Linked DNA regions of Gasterosteus aculeatus: region 2 is linked to region 1. A link is a contact called in public Hi-C data. All regions are on one chromosome and are shown on one strand. Each heading gives the region's core, a stretch centred on a gene start, on an enhancer-like site or on the middle of the called end of the contact. The rest is flanking DNA. Distances are from core to core; before and after follow the strand shown.

Evidence for each region. Hi-C and Micro-C count contacts between places; a contact is called where the count stands out from the background.
Region 2: a Hi-C map of skeletal muscle shows a contact between it and region 1, with 5 times the contacts expected there. The contact joins the enhancer-like site here to the promoter of pou3f3b in region 1. A contact is called at or near these places in 2 of 6 Hi-C or Micro-C datasets (skeletal muscle and whole body).

Annotation. Positions count from the first base shown.
Region 1 is chr1:29,512,092-29,516,802 of fGasAcu3.hap1.1, forward strand. pou3f3b (POU class 3 homeobox 3b) reads right to left here and starts at 1,877. Exons shown (of 3, transcript XM_078102375.1): 1 at 1-1,877. The coding sequence starts at 1,158. LOC144406627 (a long non-coding RNA gene) reads left to right here and starts at 2,134. Exons shown (of 3, transcript XR_013467636.1): 1 at 2,134-4,054.
Region 2 is chr1:29,629,991-29,634,452 of fGasAcu3.hap1.1, forward strand. No RefSeq gene overlaps it. Among protein-coding and RNA genes, the nearest start is that of LOC120825440, 45 kb to the right of the region's middle. Within about 2 kb of position 2,636, at least 1 of the 9 cell types and tissues checked has open chromatin away from gene starts, as enhancers often do.

The DNA.
Region 1 (4,711 bases), core at 627-3,126:
TCTCCTATTGCAAAACCACACTCTAACCACCTCCTTCTCCAGCTGCAAGTTGTCCGCCAGCCCGGTGATCTCCTGGGCCGAGGGTTTGGGGCATTTCAGGAAGTGGCTCTCCAAAGCCCCCTTGACGCTCACTTCGATGGAGGTGCGCTTCTTTCGCTTCCTCCCCTGCGCCGCGATCTTGTCGATGCTGGTGGGGCTGCCGGTGGTGGAGTCGGCCTCCTCGAGCCACTTGTTTAACAAAGGCTTCAGCTTGCACATGTTTTTGAAGCTGAGCTGCAGAGCCTCGAATCTGCAAATGGTGGTCTGGGAGAAAACGTTCCCGTACAGGGTGCCCAAAGCCAAGCCGACGTCCGCCTGCGTGAAGCCCAGCTTGATCCTCCGCTGCTTGAACTGCTTGGCGAACTGCTCCAGGTCGTCCGAGGTCGGCGTGTCGTCGTCCGAGTGCGGGTCGTGGCTGTTGATGCCGCCGTGGTGCTGGTGGTGCTGATGCTGCTGGTGGTGGTGGTGGTGGTGGTGGCTGCCGTGGTCCAGATCCGGGGTGTCCCCCCTCACCAAGCCCGGGTGCACCAGGCTCTGGCTCCCCGGACTCAGCATCCCGTTCACGGTGAACCCGCCCGGCTGGGAGTAGATCAGCGACTGCTGCTGCTGCTGCTGCTGCTGCTGCTGTCCCCCGGATATGGAGTTGATGTGAGCGGCAGTCGCGCTCCCCCAACCGCCGGCGTGTGTCTGGTGCGGGGCTAAGTGGGGCGGCCTGTGGTGCAGAGCGGTGCCCGTGTGTAGATCGTCTCTGCCGGAGTTTTTCACGTCCTGCTGCTGAGGGCTGCCCGTCATGCCGACAGGACTCGACGACCACGGCGATCCGGCTTCGGCCGCGGCCACGGCGGCTGCTGCCGCGGCCGCCGCGGCGTGCGGGAGGGATGTCACCCACTGGTGGGCATGGCTCAGCATGTGCCCCCCGTTGCTCGCTGCCATCGCGCCTTGCATAAAGTCACTCTGTACCATCTTGACCGAGGGGTCCCCCCTGTACACCCCGGAGCCCGAGGTAACCGCAGCGCTGCCCGGCTGCATTCCACCACCTCCGGAGTCAGAGTGCACGATGGAGCCGGACGATAAGATGCTATTGCTGGGCAGATAAGGATTGGAAGCCGCGGTGGCCATTCCGTCAGCCCTTATGAATATGTTTGTGGATAACCCCCCCCCTCCACCCTCCCTTTTTACAGTCACTTCTTTCGAGCAGGCGAATTGTATCTCATGAATTATTCAAACTTTAAAAGTATGAGTAGGTTTTGGGCACTACCATCGACGCGCGTAAAAACGCGGAAAAAGCTTCAAAAGCGGTGGCAGAAAACGGAATAAAATCCTCGCCGGTGTTTACTGCATTCTAGGCGAGCGCGGGTGTCGGCGCATAAAAATCCAGTTTTCCCGAAGCCCTTTGAAACCATGTGCAGTCCGCTCAGAAAGTTTCGCACCGGGGTGGTGAACTGCGAGCATTAAAATTCAAATATACAGGAAGAAAAAAAAAAAAGCCTCGTCCCATACAAACTTTAGGTGCTCGCCAAAAACAAACAAAAAAGCCTTGCAAATTGTCCACAGCGTACAAAGTCCCGGTTTATGTCCCCTCTGGATGTGAAAAACATTAGCAGAGTGTCCTTAGTTCTTTTGTAATTCAGTCGCCGAGATTTCTCCCCCGCTTTATTCTTTCCCCTCTCTTCTTTTATACCACTGTGGAGCCTCTCTCTTTGTTCTGTTTTGATGTATATAAACCTGCCAAACCGCAAACTCCCGATGAAGTACAATCCGGTGGAACAGCGGACGGCGCTGCTCGCGAGCCTCTCCTCTCATTCGCTTGTTCTCTCTCCGCACTTCTCTCTCTCTCTCTCTCTCTCTCCCTGACAGGCCGCGTAGTCCCGCCCCCCCTGCCCCCGCCCCCTTTCCTCCGCCCTCCGCGGCGAGCCCGGCGACGCGCGGATGTTTTACCCCCGTGCGTCCCCGTTGATTGGTTACCCGGGCTGTGATTGACAGGTCTCGCCAGCCTCGCCCGGGGCGCAGGAGCCCTCCTTCCGGCGGTTCCAATTGGCTGGTTTCTAATTGCAGTCCAAACAAAACAGGGAACACAACTTGGTGGTAAATAGTACTGAGGTATTAGTACACAAACAGACACTATATAAAACGGTGACCTCTGGTTGTGACCTCTGTGATCGTCATGATTCAAACCACCATCACATTAAGCACATTAATATACTTACACTTGTTGGAAAGCATTAGGTTGAATATAATATAACGAATTAATACAATTCTATTTTTTTATGTTATTCTACACAAACACATCTAGGACTAATAAAAAGCACCAGTTCAAAACATACACAAGTGCATTGTATGCTATTAATAACACGTAATGAGCTGGCTGTGTGTTAGAATAAGGCGTCTATTGGTTCTAACCGGATGGTAAACGCTTCATCCTGTGATATGCACGATGCGCGTGAGTGGGTTCGAATTGGTAGATTGGCAGTTAAAAAAAAGGATTTGGCATAATTCACAAGCTCCGGTTAAATGTTTATGAGCATATGAAAGCAAAGACATTCCGTGGAGGGTCGTGGTTGTTAACGCGGAGGGAAACCGTGACGCTGCACACAGAAACACGGAGCGGCAAAAGTGAAAACCAACGCAGGGAGGAAGTGCGCTGCAGACATGAGCCTGTGCAACGTGGGCTCCTCAAGGAACAAAGGTTACGGGGAGGCTTCCATGCGGAAACCTCAGTGAAGCACAGTGAAAGAGAAAGTGGCAACAACAACACGCGCAAATTGAGCAGCCCTGGGGGGGGGGGGGGGGGGGGGGGTTGCGCGTGCAGGGTGGCGGTGCTGCAAACGTTTGCTGAGCAGCAGCAGAAGAAGAAGAAGAAGAAGCTCACGAAGAAGAAAGGAAAGAAGGAGGAGAAGGGGGGGAAACAGTCTAGAGATCACCCACACCATCCCTCCAGATGACAACATCGCCCCGGTAATGAATGAGGCCTTTGTTGGGTGCGTGGGACCCCTGCGCCTGTTTGGACGCACCCATGGGTGGTAATAAGGGCCAGCCATGAGGCTCGCGCGGCACCCATTCGTTTCGCGGGGTGTCAGCCGCCTGTTGAGCGCACCTGGACAGAACGGGGCCTGTGGCAGGTGATCCTCTGACAGGATTAACTGCGTTTTGTACAAAGGTTAGAGCTGCATGTCGCGCGTAACCCCAAACACCGGCGCGTAAGCTCTCGAATCAAAGATGACGCAAAGATTTTTATTGCAGGAGGGATTTAAGGGCAAATACACGGCAGAGGAGTACTGTGTACTCCATGCCAGTACACCCCGCCCCCCCCTCCCTCTCCTCATCCCAGTAGATTTGATTTGGACCGGGCTCAAAACCGAGGGAGCCTCGTGGATTTGTTTACATTGAATAGGCAGGCTCGGGGCCAGGACCATGGGGCCCTCTGTTCATTAATATACATTGAGGATTTCTGTCTAAATTACTGCCGTTCAACCCGCGCCGCGCGCGTTAACGTGCGTCTCGGGCGGCCAACAGAAACGCGAGTATGCAGAGAAAAGGCTCCTCGCACTAGAAAACCCCCTTAAAATGAAAATAATACACGCTAAACATGAGAGGAGAGTGAAACGGCATTTCAGAAATGCTCACCGAAACCACCGCGCTGTGATACAAAACCCCTCTCTGATATATGATGTGTTTATTATTTATTTGCTTATTATAAAAGGTCCCCAAGTTCCCTGCTGGGGGAGTTCATTTATTTTGTATGCAAAATAAAAAAAAAAAAAGAAAGAAAGGGGGGAGAGGAAAAAAAAAATCATCCCCAAGTATAACAAGAGACGAACAGTTAGTGCTGATTTTCATTTGCATAAATTTTCATATATTTTAGTGAAAATAATAGCGGGAGCCGAGGAGGGCTCCTGCTCAGTTGAGGCAGAGGAAAGAAAATCTTAGGGAGCACCGAGTCGTAGGGAAAGGGAGATAACCATTGACAAGCCACGGGTGCACAATGTGAAGCTATTTCCCTTTTCTTGGACACAAGGTAAGACGACGACGATCCGCGAGCAGTTCTTTTTACGCGTGCTGAACGTGAGGGTTGAACCGCGCCCGCGTCCTTGCGCACTGCTTTACCCGAGATTTCAGCCTTTTGCGACAAGCATGACTCATATTCTCGTATATTTTCAACCGAAAATTGCAAATGCGTCGTCCCCTTTTTTTTTCTCTCCCCACGTTTACCCGGAATGCGTAAAAATCAATGCGCGCGCCGCCGTTTGCTTTTGCGCCTCTGCTTTTTATATAAATATCGGGCAGATGGAGAAGCTGCGCGATTTTGCAGTGAATGTCCGCCAAAGAAAAGTGCAATCAATCACATTTTAAGCAGAGAAAGAGAGAGAGGGAGGGAGGGAGGGGAGGGAGAGAGAGAGAGACCCCTCGGTTGAATCCTCCAGAGGGATCGCGTAGGCAAGTGCAATCTGAAATCGTTTAATATAAATCTATCTCGCGGCTGCAAAGTTTGTTTAAAGTTGATGCGCGCGAGCCTCTGGACCAAATGCTCATAAATAGCCCGCAATGTTAGTGCACGCGGACCGGATTGTTCTGCGCGTTGCTGAGTTGTTCAAGAAGCGAAATGTTAAGAAATGTCAAACCAAAACGACGGATGTGTAAACATTTAACGAGCCAGAGAGACGTGCCCACAGGC
Region 2 (4,462 bases), core at 1,386-3,885, 120 kb after region 1:
GTTTTGCATAAGTTACATAATTATTATTCAGTTTGTCTTTATTTTTCCTGATTTAAAAAAAAAATCAGATTTCCTTTTTGTATTGAATCTATGTACCATATTTACTCTTTCTGTGGAGCAGTGCATGATTAGTAAGGACGAGTCTTCTCTGCCCTGCAAGTGGAAATCTAGCAGTTAAGAAAAGGGAGACGAAGGAGAGGAGGAGGAGGAGACGGAGGAGGAGACGGAGGAGGAGGAGGAGGAGGAGACGGAGAGCGAGGGTCCGGGTGTCACTTTGAGCGAACTCTCCCACGACGCCGCTAACGGCCTCTTTAGTGCACAGCCTCCATCTGCATGAGCTCGGTTTGGCCTTTTTAACACACACACACACACACGCACACACACACACGGACAGACTCTCGCCCACACACACACACACACACACACACACACACACACACACACACACACACACACACACACACACACACACACACACACACACACACTTTTATCCCTCTGTGGAGGGAAAAAGAGGGAAAGTTGCTTATCTAGGTCTGGGCTGACTTGGCCTGAGGCGAAGTCTGACCTTTGCACCACAAAGGTGAAACGCTGTGTTCTCATTGGTTTGAGAAACACGCCTCCAGAAGTAACATTTTTCCCTCTTCACATCTCATCTTTTCATCAGTTGTTGTGTTTTCTCTCCCTTCTTCTCTGCCCCCTTTCTTTGCCCCCCCGACAGGCCCCCCCGATGCTGCTGAACCGTTTGTATCACCGAGGAGCCGCGCAGGGCCGAGCGCGTTCTGCAGGCCGTGGATTTGAGTGTGTATGTCGCTCGCCACGGAATCTTCCGGGAATTCTTCCGGAACGCCGAGGCCGGGGCTCCGGGGTCGAGGTCGCGACCTCGCTAAGGTGTGGATGGTTGACCCCGACCTCGGCGGAGCGATGCGGCTTTCGCTGTGGATGAGAAGCTGCCTCCGGATAAAACACAGGCCTTGTTGTTTTCATCGTAACGTGTGACATCCTTCATGTTTGTTGTAGATTTTATTTCTCATCTTTGCATCAGTAGAAAAACACGACGTATTTGCTTTGAGACGTTTAGATGCAAAACATCTGACTGAAGCAGCTAAATGTTCATTGAAAGGCTCGTCAATGTATTCAACAAAAAAACGGTAATGAATGCTTCTCACGATCCGAAATGTTTCACTATTTTTATCTATTTGTGTTTTAATGTTTTGCAAACGTTGTTACTAGAACAGTAAAAGGCCTTCGCAGCCGTCTTACATAGTTTGCTCACTTTAACCACCATGTTCAGAGAATGTAGTCACACCCTCGTCCAGCGGGTAAATTCCTGTGTTTCTCACCCCCTAAAATAGATTTTGCCTCGTCAATAACACCCACGTTTTACTCCTTTTCATACCAAAAACCCTCTACCTTCATCTACAGACGCAATGGTGATACTTTACGCAGTAATTGTTGCTGACTTGCAGGTCTGTAATTACATGAACAAACATTGTTACGCTCTAATTGTATTTCCAGAAAGGACGAGCTCTCTGTAGGAAGGTGAGGGGGGGGGGCACTAAGAAGTAGGCCATCCACCTCAACTGGCTTGTACTTTCATGAATATATATATATATATTATATATATATATATATATATATATACACATACATATATATATATATATATATATACATACATATATATATACATATATATATAATCAACAAAAAGCCATAATGATTAATTTATTTTTCTATTAAAGTGGAAGAAAAGGATTTTAAAACATTCTAATGGCATCACACTCAATATGACACAAACACTTTTACCAGAACTTGTGTGTTATTTCCTTTTTTTATTCTGTCAGGTCCACAAATGTAAATGTAAAAATAAATGTTTAATATCTTCCAATTCCATTTTCACAGCGAGTTTTAAAACACACTACAGGCCTCTTGGCTTGAATCTGGACTAGTAGTGGCAGCAGCATAGTGGAACTGGGTAATTGGGTTTGCTTTAAACATATTTTGGGGGGTTTTGCCACCTGTGGCTCTCCTGCACATTAAAAAACACAAAAAAATGTATTTTAAAGAAAATGCTGGATTCCCCTTTACAGCAAAAACAAATGATTTGTCCACACTTTAATTTAGAAAATAATAAATAATGTACTTTGCACAATTATTTGTGTGTTGTATTAAAACGGTAAACTTTATAGGATTTCCCTGAATGAAGTCACAATAAAAATGGACTGTACATAATAGTATAATTAAAATATTATGTCACATTTTTTAATCAGCAGTAGCACCGTGCTGAAGCATGAACCCCAAAGATATCGATTCCATCCAAAGTTTCTCCTGAACAAAAAATCTCCTCGTGTTTTATCCTCTAAGATGGAATAAAAGTGCACGTTAAATAAGTCCGCACAGGGAGAGAAGAAGAAGAACATGTGAGAGGTGCGTGTGTGTGTGTGCGTGTGTGTGTGTGTGTGTGTGTGTGTGTGTGTGTATGTGTGTGTGTGCGGGGGAGTGAGAGAAGGGGTTGGAATCAGGGGTGTGTTGACAAGGCAGATATTGTGTATTGGTTTGTGTGGCTTGTGTGGGTCTGTACGTGTGTGTGTGTGTGTTCATGGGTGTGAGTGACGGAGAGGGATGAGGTGGGGGGGGGGGGATTGGGTGGCAGCCCCGCTGTTCGGCCATACGCTCCTGCCTTCTCTTGCCTTTTCAGCCTGGCTGACCACAGAGCTAATTTGCATTAGCGGTGTGTGTGTGGGGTGACGGGGGGCACGGCGGGGGGTGGATTTGCTGGAGGCATGTCTACTCCTCCGGGTGTGTGTGTGTGTGTGTTTATGCATGGAGAGGTTGGTGGGGGGGGGGGCCGTGCTCTGGCAGAGAGGACGTCCACGTAACTCCGGCTAATCAGGGCCGGTTTGAGCCGCGGCCAACGAGCCCACTGCCCCGTCGCCCACCATGTGAAGAAATGCAGGTTAATGGCGCGCGGCACGGAGAGCGAGGCATGCTGGGAAAATGCTGCATGCGCGTTGGGGTGAGGGCTGCCGGTGGGGTTTGAGCATATGGGGTGCTATAGTAAAGGCCACGTGCACCCGCTGCCACGCTCGGTTGCATCGAGCGCCCTCAGTCCTTTGGTGAGGTGCTAGTGACCCCTATGGGCAAGATGCTGCGGGTTTGGGCTATTCATGATGTGCATGGCTGAAGTTGCAAAAAAAATGAAATAAATAAACATGCACACGCCATGTTAGTCCACGGTGAAAATCCTCCTCTTACTAGGATTTGCTTTTAGAAATCCGCTCCTTGCCTTTTGGTGGAATTCTTCCAACGGGGATTTTCCGCCAGAAATATGATGGCAAATTATTTCTGGGGGGAAAGAAATGAGGTGAAAGGTCTAGTTAGACTTTTACACCTTCAATTACTCTATTTTTAAACCCTGGAGCACGGCAGCAGCATCCGGTGAACGGTGAACCTCGGAGCGCTTACGTCCCGCTTACCACTGAGCAGGTAATGATGAGGGAAATGTTTTTGTCCAGAAACCACAGAGGAAGAAAGAGTGACCACAAACCTGGCAACCCCCGAAATAGACTGACTGCTGGCAGTGGCAACGGGGGGGGGGCGCCCTCGCCGGGCAACCCCCCCACCCACCACAGCCCCCCCGAAGGCTCTTAAAGTGTCTGATCCGCATCTTAACTTAAGGAAAATATAATGTATTCCAAAGGCAGGATAAAATAATGTGACACAAAGGGATGAAAACTAGCAGGATGAGGCCTGTAATAAGCTAAAGGGCTACTTGGATAATAACCCCCGAGTACGTGGAGACCGGGTCTGCATGCGCTTCTCCTGTGCCCGCCCGGGAGCTCTAATCCTGGGCTTTGAGGAGGGGGGGGTGGAAGGGGAAGGAGCCGAGGTTGAAGTTTGGTGTAAGATGCATTAGCGTCTTCTACACATGTGCGCCCTAATCCCTGCTCTCCAGCTTCTGAGCTGCTTTTGTGTTTCATTTTTTTCTCTCCCCCTCCCCTTTACCCGCCCTCCAACCTCCTTTCTCTCCTCGCTCCCTCTCTCCTCTCCTCTCCTCTCTCCTCTCCTCTCTCCTCTCTCTTGACCGGTGAAATCCCGGCGGGGCCGGCGGAGTGACAGGCCCCATTCAGCGGTGTGCTGGGGGTGACAGCTGGTGAGAGGCCCGTGTGAAAGAGCGTTGGCCCACATGATGCCTCCACCACCCCTCCTCTCGTCCAAATCTCACACACACACACACGCGCACACACACACACACACACAGCTAAGGCAGGACTGACGGGCCGGGCAGCAGCTGAGTCGCCTCTGCCTCATCATCCCTCGTGTCCTTTCCACCCTTTAAGTCTCTTTGGACAGTCCAAGATTGGCCCCAGTGCGGAGGAGGAGGGGGGGGCAGGTTGCGGGTATTTTGAGGTGTCAATCTGGTGATCCGGCTGGGGCGGCGGTCACCGGCGCAGCGCTT